3 separate regions of the Mus musculus genome follow, and regions 2 and 3 are each linked to region 1. Evidence: chromatin contacts called from public Hi-C data. All regions are on one chromosome and are shown on one strand. The core of a region is the stretch at or near the end of the contact, and the rest is flanking DNA. Distances in the headings are between cores, read along the strand shown. Region 1 overlaps Slc38a6 (solute carrier family 38, member 6). Region 2 overlaps Mnat1 (menage a trois 1). Region 3 has its middle 17 kb from the start of Gm33929.

Region 1 (3,981 bases), core at 1,008-3,507:
ATCTTGGAGAGACAGGCCATAAGCAAAAATTTGTAAATGATTTTTGCTGGAATCTCTCCATGGTACAGACTCCTAATACAACATGCTTCCTCCAAATTAATGGCTGACCAGCGTCATCCACAAGGACCACAGTTACAGGCAAACAGTTCTGGCCTCCTTAACACCAGAGCCAAGATCCGTGTCTAAGATACACCTGGACGACAGTTATCAGCCATTACAAATCAGTTAGTTTCACCACATTAGCCGAATAGGTATTCTTTCCCCTTTGTTTTGAATGAAACTATGCTGGAAAGAAAATGAAGAATGCTGTCAACCTAGTCAAGACACAGGAATTGAAAAATCACATGGAAAAGCGATGGTTCCATCAGGAAAGCACTGAGACAGAGACGTCTGGTCAGGCAACAGCAGGTAGAAAAGTCTCACTACTGCCTGAGGTCATGGGAGTCATGAGTTTGGACACAGAGGAGCAAGGCTAGAGAATGAGGACACTGCTCACACTGAGCACAGCAAGCATCTTCCATGCTTGGCTACATTCTAAGTGATAGGAAGTTCTTTGCACACCTTTTTCATACTGACCTGCCAGGAAGCCATGATTTCGCCCACAGAGATTGGGAGTCCTGTGCACACATTTGCTACGTGGGTGCTGGTGCAAACAGTTGGTCTGACTTGAGGGGCTCGCTCTATTACAAGCTAGTTTGCCCTGGGCAGGTGGGGGAAGCCATCAGCCAAAGCCAAGAAAAATAAGAAAACTCTGTCAAAGGGCCCTCTCTAGAATGAAGCCTTTATTTATTTTTATCAGCATTTAAGCAACAAACAGCTTTTGGCTGCTGAGTTCATCAGCTGGGCTCAAAGAAAATAACCATCTCTCTAATGAAGATCAAAGTTTTGCACCACACTGGAGACATCCTGCTTTGTTAATGGAGTCCATTTGGGGCTGTAGCCCGTTTGTTGGAGTAACTGGCTCAAAATTCATGAGCTTCATGCCAGGACTTCATAGTATCTGCTGTCATTATTTAGTTGCATGTCAGTAGAGGCAGAGCTGCAAAGAGAAAGTCTCCTATTTGCATGTATCAGAGATTTAACACATCACTGAAACCTGAAAGAAAAGACAAAAAGCAATCCCCTTCCCCTGTGTCTCTAAGCTTTAGAACTAGCGCTCCCCAAGCAACCTGAGATATTTCTCCGTTTGTCATTAGTTAACCACATAACTTTAAGAAAGAAAAGACTTGACTGAGTTTGGGTCTAAACAATCATTTGTCTAAAAGACAATCAGTCATGTTGTCAGGCACTTAGGAGAACATGCATGAAGCTGGGATGACATTCAGCTATTTTAAAAATAGCACTGGGTTCTCAGCACTCGCGGGGTTGGGGGTGGGGAGCCCAGCAACGCTCAGAGGTTAGTCAGAGGCCTAAACAAACAGAGGCACTATGGTTTGTCTTTCCATGGTTTGTCTTTAGTCATGGATAATAACTACTGTATTCAAGATGGCTCATTAACCTGGTGTTTCCACTAGATTTCTAAATGCATGGAAATTTTAGACCCACTCAAACTGTATCAGTCTCTTTCTTAAGAAGAATCCTTTTTTTTTTCCCTCAAAATCTCTATAAAACAATGTAATTTCCCTAAGTTGTGCAAAACTGGAAAAAATTTCACATGGTGGAAAATGTTACTTCACTGTCCTAAAAGAGCCCTTATTTTACAGTTTGTTAAGACCCTAAACCTAAGCAGGACCAGAGAAGCAGGCCTAGTGGCTAGGCTCTAGAATTCCAGTGACTCGGGGCTGATATCAGAGGATCAAGAAGTTCAAGGCCTGCTTGTCTCTAACAGAAGGGAAAGGAGGGCTAGGGGAAAAGCCTGCTTAGCCTGCATGCAATCCTCAGACACACACACACACACACACACACACACACACACACACACACACACAGAGTCATCTATTTTTAAAATCTTGTTATCAAACGTCAACTGAAATAACTGCTAATGCACTGCTTTTGAAATGATGTTACTACTAAATTTTGTCAAGGCAAATGCCATAGTGCCTCTGTTTGTTTAGGCCTCTGACTTGTGAAAAGGGACTCCTCTCAAATTTCCCATACTTCTAGACTTTTGCAATATTTTCTAGAATTTGGAGATAATACTGTTCAGGTTTTAAAGCAAAACAAAACAAAACAACCAACCAACCACAAAGCTGCAGTGTGCCTGACCAGCAGATGGTGGTGTAGCAGCACTTCCAAGCCCAGCTCCTGAGGGACAGGCCAGACCTGTCCCTGTATCACTACCCTGGGCTCCTCCTTCACAGTCATAAGAAGAGGAAGAACACAATATAAGCTGTCTAACATTTCATCATGGACTGTGGTTGTTTGCTGGGTCTTGTCTGTAAGATGCAGACTCTGAGCTATCTTAGTGCATAGGCAGCTGTGGTTCTCCCACACCTAATAGCCCGAACTGAGGCATTAATCAAGGCTGCTAACGTCTGTGGATTCGGTGCCAGACTTTCCAGTCCGGAAAACTTGGGCCATCCTAGCCATTTCGGGAGGTTCCCGTGAAGCTAGGTTTCTCCTGACAACGTACAGCGAGTCAATGGTTAATCTTCTGTGAGGCCCTAGGAGCTAAGCCATGAAGACTCACATATTATAGAAGTAGAGGAAGTTGGCCCGCTGCTCAGAGCCACTCATGGAAATGTTGTGAGTTGAGCAAGATGTGTGAATTAGGAACATTAAGTGGCTCTGCTTTAGCCGTGGACTTCCAAGAGTGAGTAGGACTTTCCTTGGCGTAACTGAGCTGAGGGGAGGTTTGCTGTTTGATTTCCAGTGACAGTGCCGCCTACGGAATGGTCTACCACAGAAGTTTAATTTCATGTGAAACTGACTATTTTTCAGATGGTGGGAAGAGTGAGTAATGAAACAGCAGGCGCTGTGAGAACAGCTGGCCTTCCCACCACACTACTCGGTCCTCTTAGAAGGTACTTCAGTAAGTTCAAACCCAGCACTCGCATTCTCTTGCCAGCAACAACATTCAACATTAACGCTCTAGGATGGCTCCTTTCTCCCTCTGGCCCAGCAGAAACTTTCTCACAGCAAACGCTAGCTCTGCTGAAGGCAGGGGACACAGAGAGCTACAGCTGGTCCTCGCCTCATTCAGGCTCCAAATCACTGCTGAGAGACCAGATCATTTTCTTATGGCTCTCCATGTTCTAAAGGCCAATAACTCTAAAACCTTAAGAGCCCTAAATGTCATAATTGGCATTTTCACAGGTTATTGGAAGGAAGCCCCTACCACAGTCACTTTGGTAAGTCACACTGGTGCCTGTGGTCAGCGTGAGTGCCTGTTTGTTTATGACTATGGTAAGGGAATAAACCAGGCCTTCACCAAAGACCCACAGAATAAGTAGTCAAATGTAATTTATGAATTTATGATCATTTTGCTCTTGTTTTTCCTTTTAGTGTTAGGGATTAAAACAAGAAGGTGAAGATGTTTAAACATTACATAGCACAGAACAGAAGTTGGGGCCACAGGAGATATGCATGACATATATTTTGTGAAAAGTCTTTAACTTAAAAAGAGAGCGAGAAGCTGGGTGTAATGGCTAACAACATTTGTCAACTTGACAGGATCTAGAACTCCTGGGAGACAAGTTTAACTGTGGCTGAAAGAGCCACCCCAGGACTGTGGACAGTGTCACTCTGTGGGAAGGAGTCCTGGATTAAAGAAAATGGGGACAGAAGGGGAGCACCACTAACCCCTGCTCTCCACTTCCTGACTGTGGGGCACTCTGTCAGCAGCCTTAGGGTACTGACTGTGGGGCACTCTGTCAGCAGCCTTAGGGTACTGAAGCGCTACCTTCCCCTCCAGGATCTTGTCCCCTGGAGCTGTAAGCAGAGATAAAGCCCCTGCTCAGGTACTTGGTTGCAGCATTAGGTAAAGTAACTAATATATTAGGTGTGGTACACTCCTGCAATCCCAGTGGTGAACATCTGCAA
Region 2 (3,943 bases), core at 1,165-3,664, 83 kb after region 1:
ATTAAAGAGACAGAGATGGGAAATGCCTACTAGGTTTTAGGATGAGTAAATTTTGCGGGGTTTTGGTTTGTTGTCTGGAGATGAGACCTTTATTTGCAGCCAAAGCTCACTGCAAACCTGACTGAGAGGTTTCCCCTTGATAGAACACAAGCGAAACAAGTTTCAAATCAAGATCTGAAACAAACTGTAAAACTGTATAAAAGTTGTTTTCTTATAAATATTTAACTACCATTTTAATTCATAAAGTTGGGTGAATTTTTACTAATTTAATACAAATTTACTACACACAAAAACAAAAGCAAAACAGCCAACTTAACAAAATCTACCTGAATCAAAAATCCTTAGCATATGAAGTTAGCTATGATAGGTTTTATTGCTGTGAGAGTTATCACTGTAAGTCTCAGGCACTGGGGAAGCCAACCAACACTGTGACAGCAGTGTAACGGCTCTGCCCAAGGGATGGAATATAGATAAGACTAAGGCAGCCCCACCACTTGTGCCCACCACTCTGTGTGTGTGTGTGTGTGTGTGTGTGTGTGTGTGTGTGTGTGTGTGTTTGTGTGTTTGGAATAACAGGGACCTGTATTAGTTAGTTTTACACTGCTGTGACAAGACACTATGAGGAAGACGATTTGTACTAGAAAGGGTTTGTTTGGGCCTAAAGTCATCACTAATCCCAGCACTTGGGGGACAGAGGCAGGAGGATTTCTGTAAATTTGGGATTAGAATGAACAACATAGCAATTCCCAGGCCAAATAGAGCTACTTTAAGAAATTTTGTCTTTAAAAACAAAGGACAGGACTTTAATGAAATGTGAGTAAAAGTCTGTTGTTGTGATTTGGTGTTTTGGTTTTTTTTTTTAAGTAATGAGAATCTTAATGTTAGTGGCAAGGGAGAGAAAGTGGGGAGGGTGAAGTAAGCATAGTGCCTGCCTGCTTTTGGAAAGGAAAAAAAATTTTTTTTCCAGCTAAAGGTATTTGTCTTTTAAAAAGCAGTCAAGCGAAAAACAGAAGTGAAAGATTCATTTGAAATTATTAAATGAAGAGCAGTCTCTTTGCTGTGAAAACTTAATATGCTCTATTTAATAAACAGTGTGATGGGGCTGGATAATCTAAAAGATAAAGGCTTACTCAGCATGGTGGCACAATGCCTTAGATTCCCAAACTTGGGGGCAGAAGCTGGTGGATCAATATGAGTTTCAGGCCAGCCTGGTCTACAGAGTAAGGTCCAGGTCAGCCAGGGCTAGATAGTGAGACCCTGTCTCAACAACAGAAACAGTAGTGACCAAACGCCAATCTCCTGATCATCCAAAAGGAACCACCACCTAAAGGCAGCCACTGGGATCTAAGAGCCCCTTTCCTAAATGAAGCTATGATTTAAACACTAAGATAAGCTTACAAAAGTGGAAAGACACCAAATGACTGCAATGGATTATTTCAGACATAAATATGGCCAGGACTGGCTCTAGTCAACAAGTCCAGATCACAGCAATCGCCATAAATTAATGAAAACAGAAGCGGAAGGATAGAACACCACAGAGGTCTTCTCACACAAAAAAATATTTTGTGTCATTGCCTATTTTATTAAAATGGCACATTTATTTTAGGTCAACAACAAGCATAAACAGTGATAACTTATTCAAGGCGGTTCCCCCGTCACAATGTGACAATGAGTACAATTGATGCATCTACTCCACTCATCAATAACTTAACCACTTGAGCCAGAGACTAACTATTTGATCTTCTAAAAGCAGTGAATCATAAAGCAAGATGAAGAAAACAGTCTTGAAGACAGGAAAACTCAAGGCATTTGTACAAAGCAAAAATAAACATGTATGCTGGGGATGGGGGAAGTTTGTAGTTGAATATGAAACCAATGGAAAAGAGAACCGGACAGTGTGAAATTGGGAACAATAAAATTGGTAAGAACTACAAATATTCCAGAAACAGCAAAGTGTTAAACACAAGCCAATGTTCTAGTAACACCCAAGTTCTGTGACAACCGAATATAAAGTGTGAACAGCCTGCTGGGTTCCTCAGCATAAATAATGGGTTCTCGGTTACACGGCAAGACTGACATTGGGTTTGTTACAACTCCACAATCATAACACTTAATACTCATCTAAGATCAACTTTTTAAAAAGCACACACGCGCACGCACCCACACATGCACACACATGCACACACATGCACATTATGATGGATCAAATCCTTGAGTTGCACCCAGTGCTGAGAGTGAGCTTTGGGGGCACGTGTCTCCCAGTCTGCCTATTTTGGTCCAGCCTAGCAGCTGTGGCAAATGTTGGCGGTGCATCAGCAGGACGCAGCAGCTGCATGTGTTCTCTGGCAGCAGACTAAATGCAACGCTTGTCCTGACTGACTGAGAAGGCAGGCCCCAGCAGCTGCACCAGTCATTCAGATGTTTATTGTACTAGCTCACAAAGACGGTGTCTGGTGGTACATTCTAGAGACCGCACAGCTAAGGGAAGCCTCGTCTCTCTGGAAAGGGCATCTGAGAGCCATGCTGACAGTCAAGACAAAGCTTGGCGTCTTCCTTGCCACACCGTTTCCTGAAGCCAGCTACTGAGTCCTGAGGCAGAGGACTTTAAATCTCTAAAGACATCCTCTCAGGCCTGTGTTTAGTGCTTAGACTTCTCTTTCTTGAGCTTTAAAAATTTTTTTTCTTTTTTAAAAAAATCTTGGCCTTTCAAGCATGTCTTCCATATATACCATTCTAAAACATAAAGCTGACTACCCAACATGTCAGCTTTAAGCTCCCCACTCATACAGTGTAATTTTTCAGAGTCTAGTTATAGAAGTAGCAATGGAATTTCTATTTTGATCTAGGACACAGAAAAAAAAGGGAGCAGACAGTATTATTTCATCCAAGAGACTGTGATAGAAAACAAGATTCTTTGTGATCTGATCCTAACTAGTCTGTGATATTCTCTGCTAAGAACCCTGTGCTCTTGTTAGACTAAACTACTTACACTTCTCTCAAAGGCATCACACTCTTTCAAAACTGTTTCCCCCTAACTTCTGAGGTTCTGCACAGCCTTTCTCTGATGAATGGCCCTGTATGCTATTAGCACGCATTCAACCTTAAATGCAGAGCTCCAGTGTCCATTACTATGGTGTCTTGCTTGAGCCACTCCAGCATTATGCTATTCTATATACGTGACACACTCACTCTAGTCTATCAACAGCTGAGATGGGGGAGCCATAGCTGATAAGTCATAATCCTTGCCTACAGCATGTATTTCATGAGGAAGAAGATCTTGGTACTGGGCACTATCCACTATACTTATTAATTTCTCCACAGTTTAAAAAGTTAATTTCCAATCCTCTGTGCCTCAGGAGATTGGAGCGCGTCAACAAAGTGGCTCAGAGAGTGACAGTATTTGCCAGAAAACCTGACAACCTGAGTTATAGCCATAGAACCCACATGATAGACTGGAGGTTCTCAAGGTCTGGGTCACTACCCTTTGGAGGTCGAATGACTCCTTTTTACAAGGATTGATCGCCTAAGACCACTAGAAAACAGAGATATTTACATTACAATTCATAACAGTAGCAAAATTATATGAAGTAGCAACAAGAATAATTTTATGGTGGGGTCAGAGCACGTGACTAAGGGTTCAAGTTGACATGCTTTGCAGCATGCAGCGCACCCTAATATCTAGAAGAGAGATGGTGGAGAGGTGAGGTGACACGCTATGGTAAGTCTGGAGTGCAATGGAATAAAGAAACAAAGCTGGTGACAGACGTGTACTGAGGAAAGCTGACAACCTGTTGGAAACAGTCTAGAAAAAATTAATAATAATAATAATAATAATAATAATAATAAAGAATTGTTCAAAACCATCTTCAAGGAGGGCAACTTCCTAAGCAACTTTCAAAGAACTGATTGGCCTTAGTCTTTATTTCATAGCCAAAAGTAACAC
Region 3 (4,010 bases), core at 1,158-3,657, 100 kb before region 1:
GACTCTGTCTCAAACAACAAGAAAAACCCAGTTCTTACTTTCTTTCTCTGTCACATTCCACTAAACAATCCTGTGTGTTACCTTTGTTATTTCAGAGAGTCTCATGATGCCTTTAAGGCTGTTTTTGAACTTGTGATTCCCCACTCCTTAGCTTCCAGAATGCTAGGATTATTGTGTGATTCATATATTCATTTTCTTAGGCTGATGTACCAGAATACTGTAGCCTATGGAGCTTCAACAACAGGAGTTTGTTTTCTTCTAGTTCTGTAGGGTCTTAGGCTCCTTCAGCTCAATGTGTGCCGCGCCTCCCTAATAAAGCACCTAAGGGCCTCACAGTCTACTCAAGAAACCATGTCTTCAATATTGGAGATTTTTGTCAAATGTTTGTTTTAAATAATTTTTTTCCTTGCTAGAGCTATCACATGTTCTCAAATGACATTCAGAGGAAAAGTAAACACAGTGGAATTCTCACTAATCCTACTAAATATTTAACGGTGAGTCCTCCACCAGCTCAGGGTCCTCCTCAGTACCTCCGGATATTGGTGGAAAGGCATACCCACCCTTAGAAAGGTGCCAACTTACTCTAACTGCGGACTCTTCCATGTCTGCCCATGCTCAGCTCTTTATAAGTGCTTTGTCCACTCTGTTCACGGACAGTCTCTTTCTGCCCTAAAGAACCATAGTCTGTGGCTGGAGAGATGCCCTCAGAGGTTAAGAGTACTACCTGCTCTTCCAGAGACTCAGGTTCAAATCCCAGCACTCATAAGGCAGCCCTTAACCAACCAAGGGATTTTATGCTCTTTTCTTGTCTCCTCTGGCACCAGCACACATGTGACACACTGACACACATGCAGGCAAAGCATCCATACACATTTAAAAAATTAATAACATTTAAAAATTAAAAAAAGAAAACCTCTATGATCCATCTTGGGCTGATACCCAGAGAGTTCCATGTGTATAGAGACTCATTGACTTATATAGACTTTGTGGCTGGTTTTTTGCGTCTGGTTTTTGTGTGTGATATTTTTATTTATTTGCAAATTTTATAATAAACTTTATAGAAATCAATCTTTAAAAAGCTACAATACAAAGCTATGGTAAAAGATACTTGCTCATTTACCTCTCTCCTCTCTCTCTCTCTCTCTCTCTCTCTCTCTCTCTCTCTCTGTGTGTGTGTGTGTGTGTGTGTATGTCCAAAATAATTATCTATAGTCTCAATACCTGAACTACATATTGTCAATATGCATACCCACTCAAGACTAGTCTTAAGGTATGTAGAGTAACAGGTAAATATTTCTTTTGCAAGACTGCTATGGATATAAGATATCTGAGTCACTCCAAGTCAGCTGGTCAGCAAGCACCACACAGGCCTAGTGTTCAACAATTGCACAAATGCATACAGCCATTGGGAACAATCTATTCCTGGGGGTACTCTACCCAAACTGGACCCCCACAAGATGGCTCCATGTAAACATGAGTCCTGAAGCTCCTCAGAGCATCTACTGACCACACACACACAGGATAGGAAGGAGAGGAGGGAGCATGGACCACTGCCCACAGGGACCCTAGCCTAGACTTAGGGTACTCCACTGGGACCTTACAGCCAGCCCTATTTTGTCTGAGATATCACATGATGACCTCCTTTGAGAAGAGTGCTTTAAGGGGTCAGGATGACAGAGGGATGACTAAGGAGTTTGTGAATCCACATGAGGCTTGCTAGGGAATTGCCATCCATGAGGCAGTAGCCTGGAGCTGATGACAGCACTGTGCCTTTCCAAGAAGTCTGCAAAGGACAGGAGAGTGGTTCTGGAGGTCTAGGGAAGTCTGACCTTGTAGGAACTAAGATCTCTGGTAACCCACAGTCCAATCCCAGTCTCCCTTCCCTCTCTGATCTCCTGCAGGGCTTCCCTCTGGCTGAACCTAGCAAGAGCTCAGCAGGCAGAAGAGTCCAGTCATGCAGTCATAGAGGTCAGCCTTCTAGGACAGGATGGAAGGTAGCCAGTGGAAGGAACTAGGGAGCAGTGGGAGGCTATATCCCCCACCCCCACCCCCAAATAACACATTCTCAAATAAGTATCTGCAATATACTCGCTGCCTTCCGGGCTGTGTGATCACGTGATCAAAGAAAAAAACCCGGCTCCGCACACTATTCCACTTTGTTCCTGGTGCTATGATTATTGGACTTAGAGGCCGCTGTAGACATTAGGTGTTGAGCAAATGGAGCAATTTAGCCATGGTCAGGTCCTTCGGACATCATTAGGCTTCCGCCTCAGCCTCACTCTTACACCAGCAAAGCCCTCAGGAAACCCCGAAGCATCAGCCGCAGCCACTCGGCCTGCTTGCAGTTGATCTTCCACTCCTCCTGCGGGTGGAATGTCAGCGAAGTGGCAGGGAGCCTGCTCACCAAGAGCCTGGTTGATGGCTTTGGAAACCCAGCCCTCTTCTGGAATTTAATAAAAAACCACCCCCTAGATGCAGGGTGGGGGCACTAACTCTTTAAAATGATGCTTTTCTTTAGCGGGGGTTGGAACGGGAGTGGGGGGTGGGAGCGGAGAATTGATGCCAGTAAGAGAAAGAAAAGAATTTGGGTTTTTCAAAGATGGAAGAAAATGTTTTTAATTTACAACTTTGCTAATTTAATTCCCCTCCACCAAATTCTTTGATGGCTATCTGTGCCGAGGGAGCAAACTTCAAATGCTTCAGCGGCAGAGCTGGCCTCGGGTTTTCTTACCAAAGTTTCAGTACACGCTTTTAGGTCTTTCATCAAACTGGTTGATGTGGCTGACATTTTCCGGGCAGTGCCAGGTATATTCCCACGTGCAGCTCCTTCGAGCCACGGCCAGAGGTTCCCGGTACAAAGCAACCTTTGGCATTGAGGACTTTTTTTTTTAATTGTTACCCTGGGACATGGAGTGTTGCTGGCGTCTACTGGGTGGAATCCAGGGGGTTATGGATAAATATTGTACAGTGCTCGGGACACCCCTTCATTGTCAGGCGGCCCCCACTGTCACAGGACTGAGGTTAGCAAAGCTTCCTCACACTGAAATCAGATCCTTTAACTGGTGTCAAAACCTGTACTGCCCAAAGCACTGGCCACTTACCACGTGTGGCTTTAAGTTTTTTATTCCGTTTATTTAGTGTGTATGTGTGTCTGGTTAATTTTCGTGTGTGGTGTTTTTATTTATTTGTAAATTTTATAATAAACTTTATAGAAATAAATCTATAAAAAGCTACAATACAAAGCTATGGTTAAAAGAGACTTGCTCGTTCTCTCTCATATATCCATATGTATTATGTATGTGTGTATGTATCACCAAAATTAAAATTATAAGTTATAAATTATTATATTTAATATTTATAATTAAATTTGCGTGCCCCTTTGGGCATGTGCCCTGACGTACATGTGGAGACTGACGTACAAGTTTTTCAACAGTCAGTCCTTTCCTTCCGAGACGAGGGTCCCTGGGATTAAACTCGGGTCATCGGGCTTGGCAGCAGGTTTCTTTACCAGGCAAGCCATCTCGGAGGCCATGTGTGGCTTTTGATCCCTGTAAATGCAGGTGGTCCAAATTCAAGTGTGTTGTGTCAAATCCTAGCCCAGTTTCTGAGAGTTCATATGAACCATGGAATGTCAGTGTTTTGTTAATAATTTTCTCATGGGTTACATGTTGAGATGATAATATTTTGAACATTGTGGCTTAGATAAGATGTTATTATGATTAACTTTCGTCTTACTAGTTTATTAATATGGCTACTGGGGATCTTAATTCTATGTGGGCCGGTGGTCTTTCTCCATCAATACTAACCTAGTTCAGAGACAGGCAGTTTTTCTGTAAAGGCTGTATCCGGTCTGGCCCACTTCTCTTTGTCTTCACCTTGGTCACCTCTACCTCATGTACTGCCACTTTAAAACATATCCGTCTTTAGAATGGTAAAGTCCTCGAAACCTTTTAAGAATATACACTAACTTTAAAATATAACAACAATTCTTTAAGAGCCGGTAAGACGAC

Evidence for each region. A called contact is a pair of places that touch in the nucleus more often than the background predicts.
Region 2: a contact with region 1 is called in a Hi-C map of muscle stem cells, with 1.7 times the contacts expected there. The contact joins two enhancer-like sites. A contact is called at or near these places in 1 of 15 datasets of contacts at CTCF or cohesin (the NIH/3T3 cell line), 2 of 484 Hi-C or Micro-C datasets (muscle stem cells and nephron progenitors) and 3 of 9 other capture datasets (adipose tissue, liver and pancreatic islet).
Region 3: a Hi-C map of embryonic fibroblasts shows a contact between it and region 1, with 2.0 times the contacts expected there. The contact joins two enhancer-like sites. A contact is called at or near these places in 1 of 15 datasets of contacts at CTCF or cohesin (the NIH/3T3 cell line), 12 of 484 Hi-C or Micro-C datasets (B cells, the Ba/F3 cell line, the HPC-5 cell line and 7 more), 2 of 115 datasets of contacts at active chromatin or transcription factors (bone marrow-derived dendritic cells and bone marrow-derived macrophages) and 2 of 9 other capture datasets (embryonic stem cells and pancreatic islet).

What each region holds. Positions count from the first base shown.
Region 1 is chr12:73,323,212-73,327,192 of GRCm38.p6, reverse strand. The region is part of intron 5 of Slc38a6 (solute carrier family 38, member 6); the gene reads right to left. Among named protein-coding and RNA genes, the nearest start is that of Slc38a6, 38 kb to the right of the region's middle. Within about 2 kb of position 2,257, at least 95 of the 459 cell types and tissues checked have an H3K27ac peak or open chromatin away from gene starts, as enhancers often do. A contact at or near this core is called in embryonic fibroblasts and muscle stem cells, where this site is marked.
Region 2 is chr12:73,240,567-73,244,509 of GRCm38.p6, reverse strand. All of the region lies in intron 7 of Mnat1 (menage a trois 1), which reads right to left. Among named protein-coding and RNA genes, the nearest start is that of Trmt5, 44 kb to the left of the region's middle. Within about 2 kb of position 2,414, at least 62 of the 459 cell types and tissues checked have an H3K27ac peak or open chromatin away from gene starts, as enhancers often do. A contact at or near this core is called in muscle stem cells, where this site is marked.
Region 3 is chr12:73,426,693-73,430,702 of GRCm38.p6, reverse strand. No RefSeq gene overlaps it. Among named protein-coding and RNA genes, the nearest start is that of Gm33929, 17 kb to the left of the region's middle. Within about 2 kb of position 2,407, at least 34 of the 459 cell types and tissues checked have an H3K27ac peak or open chromatin away from gene starts, as enhancers often do. A contact at or near this core is called in embryonic fibroblasts, where this site is marked.